Regions from separate parts of the Mus musculus genome. Here all the other regions are linked to region 2. The links are chromatin contacts, called in public HiChIP or PLAC-seq and Micro-C maps. All regions are on one chromosome and are shown on one strand. Each heading gives the region's core, a stretch centred on a gene start, on an enhancer-like site or on the middle of the called end of the contact. The rest is flanking DNA. Distances are from core to core; before and after follow the strand shown. Region 1 holds the start of Ctcf (CCCTC-binding factor). Region 2 holds the start of Tppp3 (tubulin polymerization-promoting protein family member 3). Region 3 holds the start of Acd (adrenocortical dysplasia).

The links. A called contact is a pair of places that touch in the nucleus more often than the background predicts. HiChIP or PLAC-seq counts read pairs in DNA pulled down with a chosen protein or histone mark.
Region 1: a Micro-C map of embryonic stem cells shows a contact between it and region 2, with 1.9 times the contacts expected there. The contact joins the promoter of Ctcf here to the promoter of Tppp3 in region 2. A contact is called at or near these places in 2 of 39 promoter capture datasets (cranial neural crest and hippocampal neurons), 4 of 484 Hi-C or Micro-C datasets (embryonic stem cells and nephron progenitors), 4 of 115 datasets of contacts at active chromatin or transcription factors (embryonic stem cells, pancreatic cancer cells and trophoblast stem cells) and 1 of 9 other capture datasets (adipose tissue).
Region 3: an H3K27ac HiChIP or PLAC-seq map of trophoblast stem cells shows a contact between it and region 2, with 19 read pairs. The contact joins the promoter of Acd here to the promoter of Tppp3 in region 2. A contact is called at or near these places in 7 of 39 promoter capture datasets (the C10 cell line, the SN4741 cell line, embryonic stem cells and 3 more), 3 of 484 Hi-C or Micro-C datasets (embryonic stem cells and urothelial organoids), 6 of 115 datasets of contacts at active chromatin or transcription factors (embryonic stem cells, epiblast stem cells, extraembryonic endoderm stem cells and 1 more) and 2 of 9 other capture datasets (adipose tissue and pancreatic islet).

The regions. Positions count from the first base shown.
Region 1 is chr8:105,634,729-105,637,972 of GRCm38.p6, reverse strand. It overlaps Ctcf (CCCTC-binding factor), which reads right to left and starts at 1,435. Exons shown (of 12, transcript NM_181322.3): 1 at 1,253-1,435. It overlaps Gm5914 (predicted gene 5914), which reads left to right and starts at 499. Exons shown (of 2, transcript NR_151742.1): 1 at 499-693.
Region 2 is chr8:105,469,648-105,472,994 of GRCm38.p6, reverse strand. Tppp3 (tubulin polymerization-promoting protein family member 3) reads left to right here and starts at 1,573. Exons shown (of 4, transcript NM_026481.3): 1 at 1,573-1,715. Zdhhc1 (zinc finger, DHHC domain containing 1) reads left to right here. Exons shown (of 14, transcript NM_175160.5): 13 at 1-4; 14 at 114-572. The coding sequence ends at 394.
Region 3 is chr8:105,699,505-105,702,717 of GRCm38.p6, reverse strand. It overlaps Acd (adrenocortical dysplasia), which reads left to right and starts at 1,490. Exons shown (of 11, transcript NM_001012638.2): 1 at 1,490-1,798; 2 at 1,879-2,015; 3 at 2,178-2,271; 4 at 2,360-2,436; 5 at 2,670-2,714; 6 at 2,823-2,857; 7 at 2,988-3,139. The coding sequence starts at 1,700. Pard6a (par-6 family cell polarity regulator alpha) reads right to left here and starts at 1,071. Exons shown (of 3, transcript NM_019695.3): 1 at 915-1,071; 2 at 322-544; 3 at 1-110. The coding sequence starts at 977.

The DNA.
Region 1 (3,244 bases), core at 186-2,685, 170 kb before region 2:
TCATCCAACAGTCAAATTACCAGTCCAGTCATGAATAAGTTCATTCTACCCTATTGGCGCATTAGATCGGTTTGCACGATCTCTAGAGAGGGGCTGAACTGTCTTAGCCTAGCCCTAGAGCATCAGGTCCTAAGTGGAGTGCAAAGTTAGCGTCAGGACATTTTAAATAGGAGGCAAACTCCAGCGTCGCCTGTACCATCGCAACCAGCCCATGCTCCCGAATTTATGAGTTTATCACATCACTTGAGATGAGAGTGAAATTAAGTTTCAGTCCCTTTTGAGATTTCTGAGCGCACCAAGTCTGACTGCTATCGTTTCAAGGGGCTGAAAGAGTGCGAATACAGCTGGAGAAAAACTACTTTGGTGCAGGAATTCGTGTCTTTTTCCGCGCACCATTGGGGGCCGCACCGGTCGGGTCCCGCGCGATGCCCTGGCGTGAGTTTGGGGGCGCAGCGGGGCCCGGCGGGGGCGGCGAGCGCGCGTTCCCCCGCCCGCTCGGGCGGCGTCGAGGCGCGAGCAGCTCAGCCAGCCTTGCAGAGGGAGCTCTCGGCAGCTCAGGGGTCCCCTCTGCTCGCAGCCACAGCAGCGCCGCCTGCGACACTCGGCGGCGACGGAGACCGGCAGCGGGGACGATCGGACTACGAGAGACTAGAGAGCACCCCAGCTGCTGGAGAAGCAACGCAGGGAGATCGGGTAGGTTCCGGGACCGGCTGGACTTGAAGATGGGGAGTCTGAGGCGCGTCGGTCGGGACCCGACACCCACACGGTTCCGGGACCTGGCTAAGCGGCCGGCCGAGGGTTCAGAACCCCTAGGCGAAGCAAGCGGCGGCAACCGAGCCTCAGAGGGTCCAGACTCGGTAAGGGGTATCCGTCGCGGGAGGGGCAGAGGGCGGGCCGTGGCCCGAAGATCAGCCGGGCCAAAAGCCGGCCTCGAGGGTAGAGACAAAGGAAGGAAAATGGAGTCGCCGAGCGCGCAGGCCTCTGTCGCCACCGCCGCCAGAGGCCTACCATGTTGGGAGGAGGGAAGCTTAGCGGGCGGGCGGGCGGGCGTGGAGGGGGTTGGCCAGGCCCTGGCGGCGGCGCCGGGCAATGGCGGCGGCCGCGCCGCAGCAGGGACGGTAGAGGGAGACAAACACCCCCCGGCGGCGGCGCTGGCGCTGGCGCCGGGCTGCAGCCAGCGCCGACCGGAGCGGCCCCATCGTGACACCTAGAGGCGGCCCGCGAAACCTCCTCCACCCCGGGCCCCCTTTACCTTCGCGCCACACCCCCCGCGGCGCCCGCTCCGCCGCCGCTCCACCGCTCCGGCCACCTGGCGTCCCCGGCCGGCTCCGCGCGCCCGCACCGGCTGCTGCTGGTCGCCGCTGCCGCCAAAGAAGCAGCTCCGCGCACGGTTTAATCGCTCCACAGGCTCGGACACAAAATGGCGGCGGCGCGGTGCAGTGCGCCTGCGTCGGCGCTGCCGGGGCCGCGGGTGCTGATAAGGGAAGAGTCGGGTGGGGGGGGCCGGCCGGCGGCGACGAGGGCGGGGGAGGAAAGGTGAGGGGAGGGGTTGGCGCAGGGCAGCATGGGAGGCGGCCCCGGGCGCCAACTTTCAAAAGCCGGCGCGATGGCGTCACGGGGATGCGCCGCGAGGCGCGGCGTCACGCCGCACGCGCCCTCCCGCGCCCTCGCCGGGTCGCGCGTGGGCTCTGCCGGCGGCGCGGAGGCGGCCTGGTTCCCATTGGGGTGGGGCTTCCCTGGGCGGAGGCTGGCGGCTTCTGGGCGATCGGGTCTCCGCCTAGTTGCCCTGATTTCCTTAGCTCGCTCATTTTCCCTCCAAGCTGCGAAGGGCGGGAGGACGACGGGGAGCTGAAGTAAGCGCGCGGGGCTGGGGCCGTGGGGGTTGAGGAAGCGCCAGGGTTCTACCCTGCCCGGTCTCCTCCCACCCGGGGTTAGCTCTGCACCCTGTCCCGCCGCCGAGTCAAATGCAGTGAGTTCCCGCACTCTCTCACTTCTCCGACACTTGCCCAGTGCTCAAGATCGACTGCTAGGGGCTTCGCCCGGGGATCTTAGTAGTCTTCCTCCCAAGAAAAGGGCCTTAGAAAACCGAATGTGAAATTAAGAGAATCGGGACAGAGTCACCTCAGTCCGGAGATATAGCAGACCACACCACAGCAGTCGTGTTTAGCTGTATTTGGCACCGTGAACGTCTAAGTTTTTAAGACTGTTCTTTTTATTTCGGTTCCCAGTCGGTGGTACTTAATCCCTTCCCTTTCCCGGGAAGACCCTATTGGCAGGTGTTCTAATCATCTTCTCTCCCCGCCCCCCATAGCCTTGGAATGTGACTCGGGATTGTAGTCCCAGTTCTCTTGCTTTAGCTGTTTGGATAACAAATGCACCTGGCAGCAAGCTTCTGCCCTATTCATATACATCTGGGCTGTGTTGTGGGTATGCTGGTCCATTATCAATAGATATTGTTTATTCCCCCCAAAAGAATCGGAAAGTTAGAAGCATGTAAGATCCCACTGTTCAGATGTCAGTAACTAAGGCAAATGTGTTTAAACATCTTGAGTCCATTCACCCACTGTTGTGGAGCTTCCCTCCATGACTGGACTTAGAGGAAAGATAGAAGAGAAAGTCCAAGATTAGAAAGAGGATAATAGACAAGGAAGTAAACAGAAAGACAAGTCTAGACTGTTGGATTGTAGAATCCAAGACCAGAAGTAAGTTTGAGGCAGGAAGAGAGGTTTCTGGTTTTCAGATGCTGAGAGTTCCGGTACAGTTCAGCCAGAGGCTTAGCTATTGAGTTTATTACCTTGGAGATAGCTGGGAAAGATCATGGTGACTTTAGCTTGACTCATATGGATTAACTGAAGAGGTTAACCTGAGTAGAATGGGTTAAAAAGTAAACAGGAGAGTAAGGAAATAGAGACAGTGCATGAAGGCAGCCTGAGTTCTGCTGTGGGTAGAGCAGACATTGGGGAATAGGTGCAGAAGGATGTGAGGTCAGGGGGGAGTTTTGTTCTGTCTCCCTTTGGGCGGTATGAATCCAACCCAAAGCCATGGTCTCTGCCCTTGAGCATCATCTCAACTCTGGGGATGTTTTAAAAGGTGGTAGAGGGGGTCAAGTGGTGATGGCTTACACATTTAATCCTAACACTTGGGAGATAGAGGCAGCCAGATCACTTTGAGTTTAAAGCCAGCCTGTTCTACAGAGTTACTTATAGCCAGTGCTACACAGAGAAACCCGTCACACACACACACA
Region 2 (3,347 bases), core at 324-2,823:
CGGGGTGAGCGCCGCTCTCTGCTTGGATCCTATTGGATTAGTTCGTGGGAGGGAAAGGTTTTAAAGCCCTAGCTGCAGCCCTTATCTCAATCTAAGTCCCCCTCTGTGCGCAGAGACTGGGACTCCTAGCCGCCGCTCCAGCTCTTCATCTGATTCCACCAGTGCCAGCCCAGTGCATGCTGGTGGCTCTGCAGGCGCCTACTACTCGGCATCAGCTGAGTCCATGGAAGAGATTCCAGTGGCCCAGACGCGCCTGGGCAGTGCCGCACTGGGTGCCCCAGGAGCCAGGGGTCGAGAGTCTGGGCTGGCTCTACAGGCACGTTCGCCTGCTGTTTTTGTGAGCCCGAGCAGTGGCGAGCCCGGAACACCTGGAGGCGGCGACGGCCTGCCTTAGCCCACTAAGGCTAAGGACTAGAGGCAGGAGGGCCTTGACTCTATGCAACACCCCACATTCGCGTAACGAGTGCACTTTAGGGACCTCAAGGTCGACAGGATCGGCCTTCCTTACCCAAGACTCAGCAATATCCGCTCCACCAGCCCTGATGCCCCAATAAACTTTTTTTTTTTTTTAATGCTTTTGCGGACTTAATGCTTATTTTCATAGTGGAAAAATCCATGGATCTCACAGAAGCAGGACCACCATTGCTAGCTTGGGGCAGAGAAAGAGGGGCGGGTTAGGAAAGGTCTCTGGACAGGGTTTTTCTTTTAAGTGTTGGGAATCAAAAACATGGGGTCTTGTTCAAGAACTACCACTCTCCTCTGTCCCTTCTCCCATTTCCCAGGGTAGCCTCGAAAATTTGAATCTACTGCTTCAGTCTCCCGAATCCCCAGATTGCAGGCTTGTGCTACCACACCCACCCAGCAAGGTTTATTAATTAATTAATTAATCAATTAATATTTAGTATTTTTATTTAGTTTTTTATTTAGTATTTGCAGTTGGAAACTGAAGAGGAAGCAGGCTAGGGAGGCGCATTGGAACAAGAAGCTGTGAGGCGGGGAGACGAGAATGGGAGGAGGCAGCCATTCTCCGAAATTTAGGAATTGCTGCCACAAAAGTACCCAGCATTTGGGGGGGTGGGGTGGGTAAGAATGCGTGATCCACTGATTGTCTCAGTCTTCTAGTGCTTCAGAATGTGGCCTGCTGAGAACCTAGGAATGAGTGAATGCCACAGGGTTAGCGGCAGCTGTGGTCTTGGAGCCAGCTGTAGATCCTTGTCAATGAGGGGCGGGATCCCCTTCTTCAGTTCAGCTCCTAGACAATCTCAGGTGGATTCTTTCAGCAGTCCCTTGAGGGTTGGGGACAATGGAATTTGGGGGGGGGCTGTTTTCCCATTGGCCATGGGAGTTCCTATCTTAGGACATCCAGGACTGCAGAGGGCAGCTCTGACCGCTTGAGGACCGCGGTTGAAGGGGAGGAGCAGGATAAGGCTGTCGCTGCAATTCTGCGGGCCCAGCGCCCACAGAGCACATAGGGCGGGGTCTGGTGGGAGGAGCTAGCGTGACCTTGGTCACTCTCCCGCCGAGACAGCCTAGGGGGTGGGACTCACTGTCTCTATGGTGACCGAGAAACAGGGGATAATACTACGGAGCCGCCCGGGCTGCAGTCCCGCCCGGGAGCCGGCAGGGAGCGGAGCTGTGGAGCCTCCTGGTCTCCAGCATCAGTTCCTGGGTCCTGTCCGAAGGCACGCTCAGGAGCAGCCAAGCGGTAGAAGCCGGTAGGAGACTGAACATCGACCACCCTAATTCGTATCCCCCAAAAGGAGGGGTGGGTGGGAGCAGCCTGAACCAACCTCAGATGGTACTGAGCTGAGCCTATCAGCTGAACACCCCGGCCCTGGCCCCAAGGGTTCCACACACACTCCTGCCCCCACCTTCTTGCCAGGCTGATTGATGACTGCAGCTGTCCCAGCAGGAGCTGACGAGCGGATTCAGTTCAGAGGCATGAACACTGTGCCCAGGGTCTGAGGACCCCAGAGCAGCTGCTGTGATTCTGTTCCACATCAACAGCCCCCAAATTCATCTTCCCATAGACAGGAGTGAGCAGTAGCCTCAGGATCCTCCCATTTCCTTGAGAAGAGCATCATGTAGCACCCCAAACTCCCCTGGACACATTTACCTGTGGTGTTCAAGTACAGGGCTTTGGGTCCCCGGGCGGGTTGACATCTTTGGGAGAGGCAAAGGGTGTGGCGGACCCCATTTACAGACCCACAGAGGTCCCTGCAGAGTGCAATCTCTGGGTTTCTGAGTCTTAAAAATTGCAACTTATGGATGAGTAGGTGTGGTCACCAGAAAAGGCCTTTCAGTGTGGACCAACTAGTAATGGAAGAAGAGGAAGTTGTTCGGGGGCCAGGTTGTGGTCATTGGACACTTTTTTTTTTTTCCCCTAAGAGGCAAGGTAAAGATGGTGGCTGAGAACAGGAGGCTGCAGTGGGTGTGGTGATGGTGGTATGTCTTAACATGATGCCTGGCGATGCCAGTGCTGGTTAGACTCTGAGGGGCTTTAGGTCAGGTCTGTGTCAATAGCTTTAGCATATGAGTAAAGAGAGAGTGCTGAGGGTGTGGTCAGGGAACTCTGCGCGTGTGTGGTGGTGGGTGTTCAATGCTTTGCATGGAAGTATGGAAGTGTTACTGCATAGACTGGGAGATTTCAAGGCAGGGCTGTGTCAGAAGCTGTAGCTATATGGATGAACGGGAATGCTCCAAGGGTATGGCCAGGGGGCCTTTGTAAGGGTGCAGAGTCCAGCTAGTGACTGTGGTTGGGGTCTTCAGGATGTGAGTTAAAAGGATGCAAAATGGATGCAGTGTACACAGGGTTTGATTTGGAGAGGGACTTTCAGGGTGGGGCTGAGGGTGTGGTCAGAGATCTGCAATGGAGCTCTGAGGAGGGTGTGGTCAGGGGTCTGTAGTAGGACATGCACTTGACTGCAGGGCTGTGGGCATGCTGGGGAGGAGTTTCATTGCAGGGGTCTTAATGTCTGTGTGGGGATGGAAAAGGAAAAAGGGTCAAATTCAAGGCTTTGGGTGTGGGTGGAGGAAGCCTCGGTGCAAGGCTGTGGGTATGGTTAGTGGGTACGAGGCAGAGGGTGTGGAGGGCCAGGGCTCAGTGCATCTGAGCTATGGGAACGTGGACAGGCGTGGTCACGCTCAGTGAAAAGAAGACCTTAGTGGAGGGCTGAAGTGTAGACAACGGGATTGTGCCTCAGTGAAGGATTGAGGCACCAAGATCATGGCCCCATGGAAGAATTTAGGGGCTACTGTCCAAGTCTCTACCCAGGTTTCTTCGTTTCCCACTCTTAAGCTCCACAGACTGGAAGCTACAGCTTCAATCAGTGGCAAGGGGCCAGGAA
Region 3 (3,213 bases), core at 241-2,740, 230 kb before region 2:
TAACAAGGGTGGCCTGGTGCGCAGAGGTGCCACTGGTCGTAGCAGGAGCCCTTTCTTGCGCCTTTGTAGAGAGTTGGAGGCAAAAGCCAGGCCACTCGAGTCACCTTCTGCTGCAGGAGAGGGGGGGGGACTAAGATTAGAGACTTCTCCCAATTGGGCCTGTGATAGGGACAATGTCAACTGTTTTCCTGCTACTTGGAGGTCAGACCAAGGGCAGAGGCTACAGAACATAAAGCCTGGGGGCCCTGGGTATGATCTACCCTGATATACCTGTCCTATCACCCTAACCCAAGAAAGCTGCCCACTGTACCCCATCCTCACCCCGTTTCTGAACCAAGAGGCGCAGAGGTGGGGGCCCGCTGGCCAGGGCCCGGTGCAAACTGTCATCGTTGGTGAGGGGCAGCAAGTCACCGTGAGCATCCGTATAGCCAAGCAGGACGTCCAGGCCAGGGATCTGGTGTACCACACACAGCAATCGCGAGAACTCCTGAAAGCCTCTCACCGAAGTGCGGGGTAGTGCAAAGCGTCGGAACTCGGCGTCAAACTGGAGGCGGGAGGGAAAGGGAACGGAGTGTCAGGACATCCCAAGCCCCTTTCTCACCACAGCACTGAGGCTGTCAGGAGAGGGAAAGGTTGCTGGAACAGCTGCAGCCTTAGGCTTAAACCTCAGCTCCAGTACAAGGGACACTGTCCAAGGTCTTTCCCTTGCTCTCCACATACCCAGGCCACAGAGGGACTCTGGAAGTCCGTAGTGGGAGGGAGGATGCGATGAGGGGAGGCAGACAGAAAAGCAGAATAGGACGGAGGATGGAGGACAGAAAGAGGTGATGGAGAGCCAAGGAACTAATAAGGGAGAGAAAGGGAATTAGGAGCCCTAGCGCAGTGGCTAGAGCCGAGACCAGAGAAGCCCTTACTTTGCTCTTCACCTCGACGATGCTATCGGGACTGCGCGCCGGAGTCCTCTGCGGCCTGGCCATTGCAGGGCCTGGCGGGCGGGGGACAGTGCCCCACAGCAGCCCGCCGAGGCGCAGGTGCACAGCCCGGCCCGCTGGCCCGAGCCGCCCCGCCCCTGGCGGTAGCACTCGCCCCGCCCTCCCACCCAAACCATGACGTCAAGGGGGACGCGACACCGAGAAACGTGGAGTCTACGTTTCCTAGGAAACGGAGACGGAGGCAGAGAGGGCTTTCTCTGTTCTTACGTCATTACGCTATGGTTCGAGCGTCCCAAAAAGGACTCGACCAATCCGAAGGCAGAATGAGGGAACAAACATTTATTAAGTTGTCCGTGCTGTCATTTTCATTTTGTAAAGGAAACTACGGCAACATTTTAGGAAAATTCTGGAGGTCTTACACAGAGCCAAAGTGGCTTCAGGCCCCATTCTCTGCTGCAGCCTCCTAACCTGGATCGCTCTCATCCAATCTAGTCCTTGCCTTTTCCTTTCCGGCTCTAGAGTTGTACTGAGGAACAGCTCACGGGCTCAGAGAGATGCCCCGGTAAGAATAAACTGTCATCAGCCAGCAGCTAGGTCAGTCAGCAGGACCCGGGAAGAGCTTGCGCAGGCGCAGAACCGCGAGGGGGGCGGAGTCTCAAACTTAGGATCCGCCTGGCGGTCACGTGCTTCCTCTCCCGCTAGAGGCGGAGCGGCGGTGCTCGCGGGAAGACCCTTTCCTGGGGGTCGCCCAGGGTGCCGCCCTGCTAATGTCCGATTCAGGGTTGCTGGCCCTACAGCCCTGGATTCGAGAGCTGATCCTAGGTTCAGAAACACTGTCAAGTCCACGAACCGGGCAGCTGCTCAAGGTAAGCAGGTCGCTCAGATCCCAGAGACCCGGGTAGAGAAGGCGGGAGTGAATTGACACTAGCCACTACTGTTGTGTTAGGTACTCCAGGACTCGGAGACTCCCGGCCCTTCTTCCGCCCCTGACACACCTGACACCGGGGCCGTGTTACTTGTGTCAGACGGAACCCACAGTGTCCGATGCGTGGTGACGCGCAACGCCATCGACACCTCCGACTGGTAAGAGAAGTGCTACTTGTCAGCGGAAGGTGGGAGGCCAGCTGGCTAGTGGGGCATTGAACCTGAAGTGGGCGGGTACTGGAGAAGTGGGGAAAGCTCATTCCCCAGGCGTATGGGGGTTTGTGCCTGTGCTCTGGACAATGAGGGCTGTGCTCGCCGCAGGGAGGAGAAGGAGCTCGGATTCCGCGGGACCGAGGGCCGGCTCCTGCTACTGCAGGCCTGCGGGCTCCGCGTTCAGGTGGCTCAGGACCATGCGGTGAGTGGTAAGGCTCACTTGGGCGGGTTGGTTACTGTACCTAGCTCTTTGTCACCACTCCTGAGACACCACTCCCCAACTCCTCCAGCCTGCGGAGTTCTACCTCCAGGTGGATCGCTTTAACCTGCTGCCCACGGAGCAGCCCCGGATACAGGTGACTGGTTGGTAAGTGGTCCCTTTAAGGGAAGGGGATGTAGCTCAGTGGCAGACTACAGGCTTCGCATGGCTGAAGTCCTGAGGGCTTCAGTCTAAATCTCTCCATATTCCTCTCCCCAAAACAAAACAGTTAAATGAAGCTTCCACCTTTTGTCTCTTCACGCGCACTTGGCATAGATCTTCAGGTGAGAGGGATGGGCATCAATAACCCTGATCACCTACCACCCTCCTCTTTCTCCCAGCAATCAGGATTCAGATGTGCAGAGAAAACTCAATGAGTGTCTTGAGTAAGTTTGGGGTTGGGCCCTGAGGCTGTGCGCGGTATGGTCACGGGTGGCAGAGCTGGGTAGATTGGCATCAGAGCTGTCCCTGAGAAGTCTTCACTGTTTCTCTAGGGACCACCTCTCAGAGTCTGCTTCTTCCAGTGCAGGTACTGGTAGGGGTTTCCCCGGTAACCCTACCTAACTCCCTCTGTGGTTCCTCAGTAAGTCACTGAAATCTCTCACTTACCCTTCCTTCTTGTTGCAACTTCAATCCTTCGGCTAAAATGCTGGCCCCAGGCCTAACCCTGTCCCAGCTTCTGGATGAGGTGAGGGAGGACCAGGATCATCGGGGAGCCCTAGTGTGTCTAGCTAAGAGCTGCCTGGTGCTGAAAGGTCCTTGTACAACCACCCCCCTCACCGACTGGATCACCTCTGGCTCCCAGGCCTTGGTCAGTGCTGGGCTTTTTCTGGGAGGTTTCAGAGGGAGGGTTAGGCAACTGCCATGCTGAGCTCTCTCCCTCTC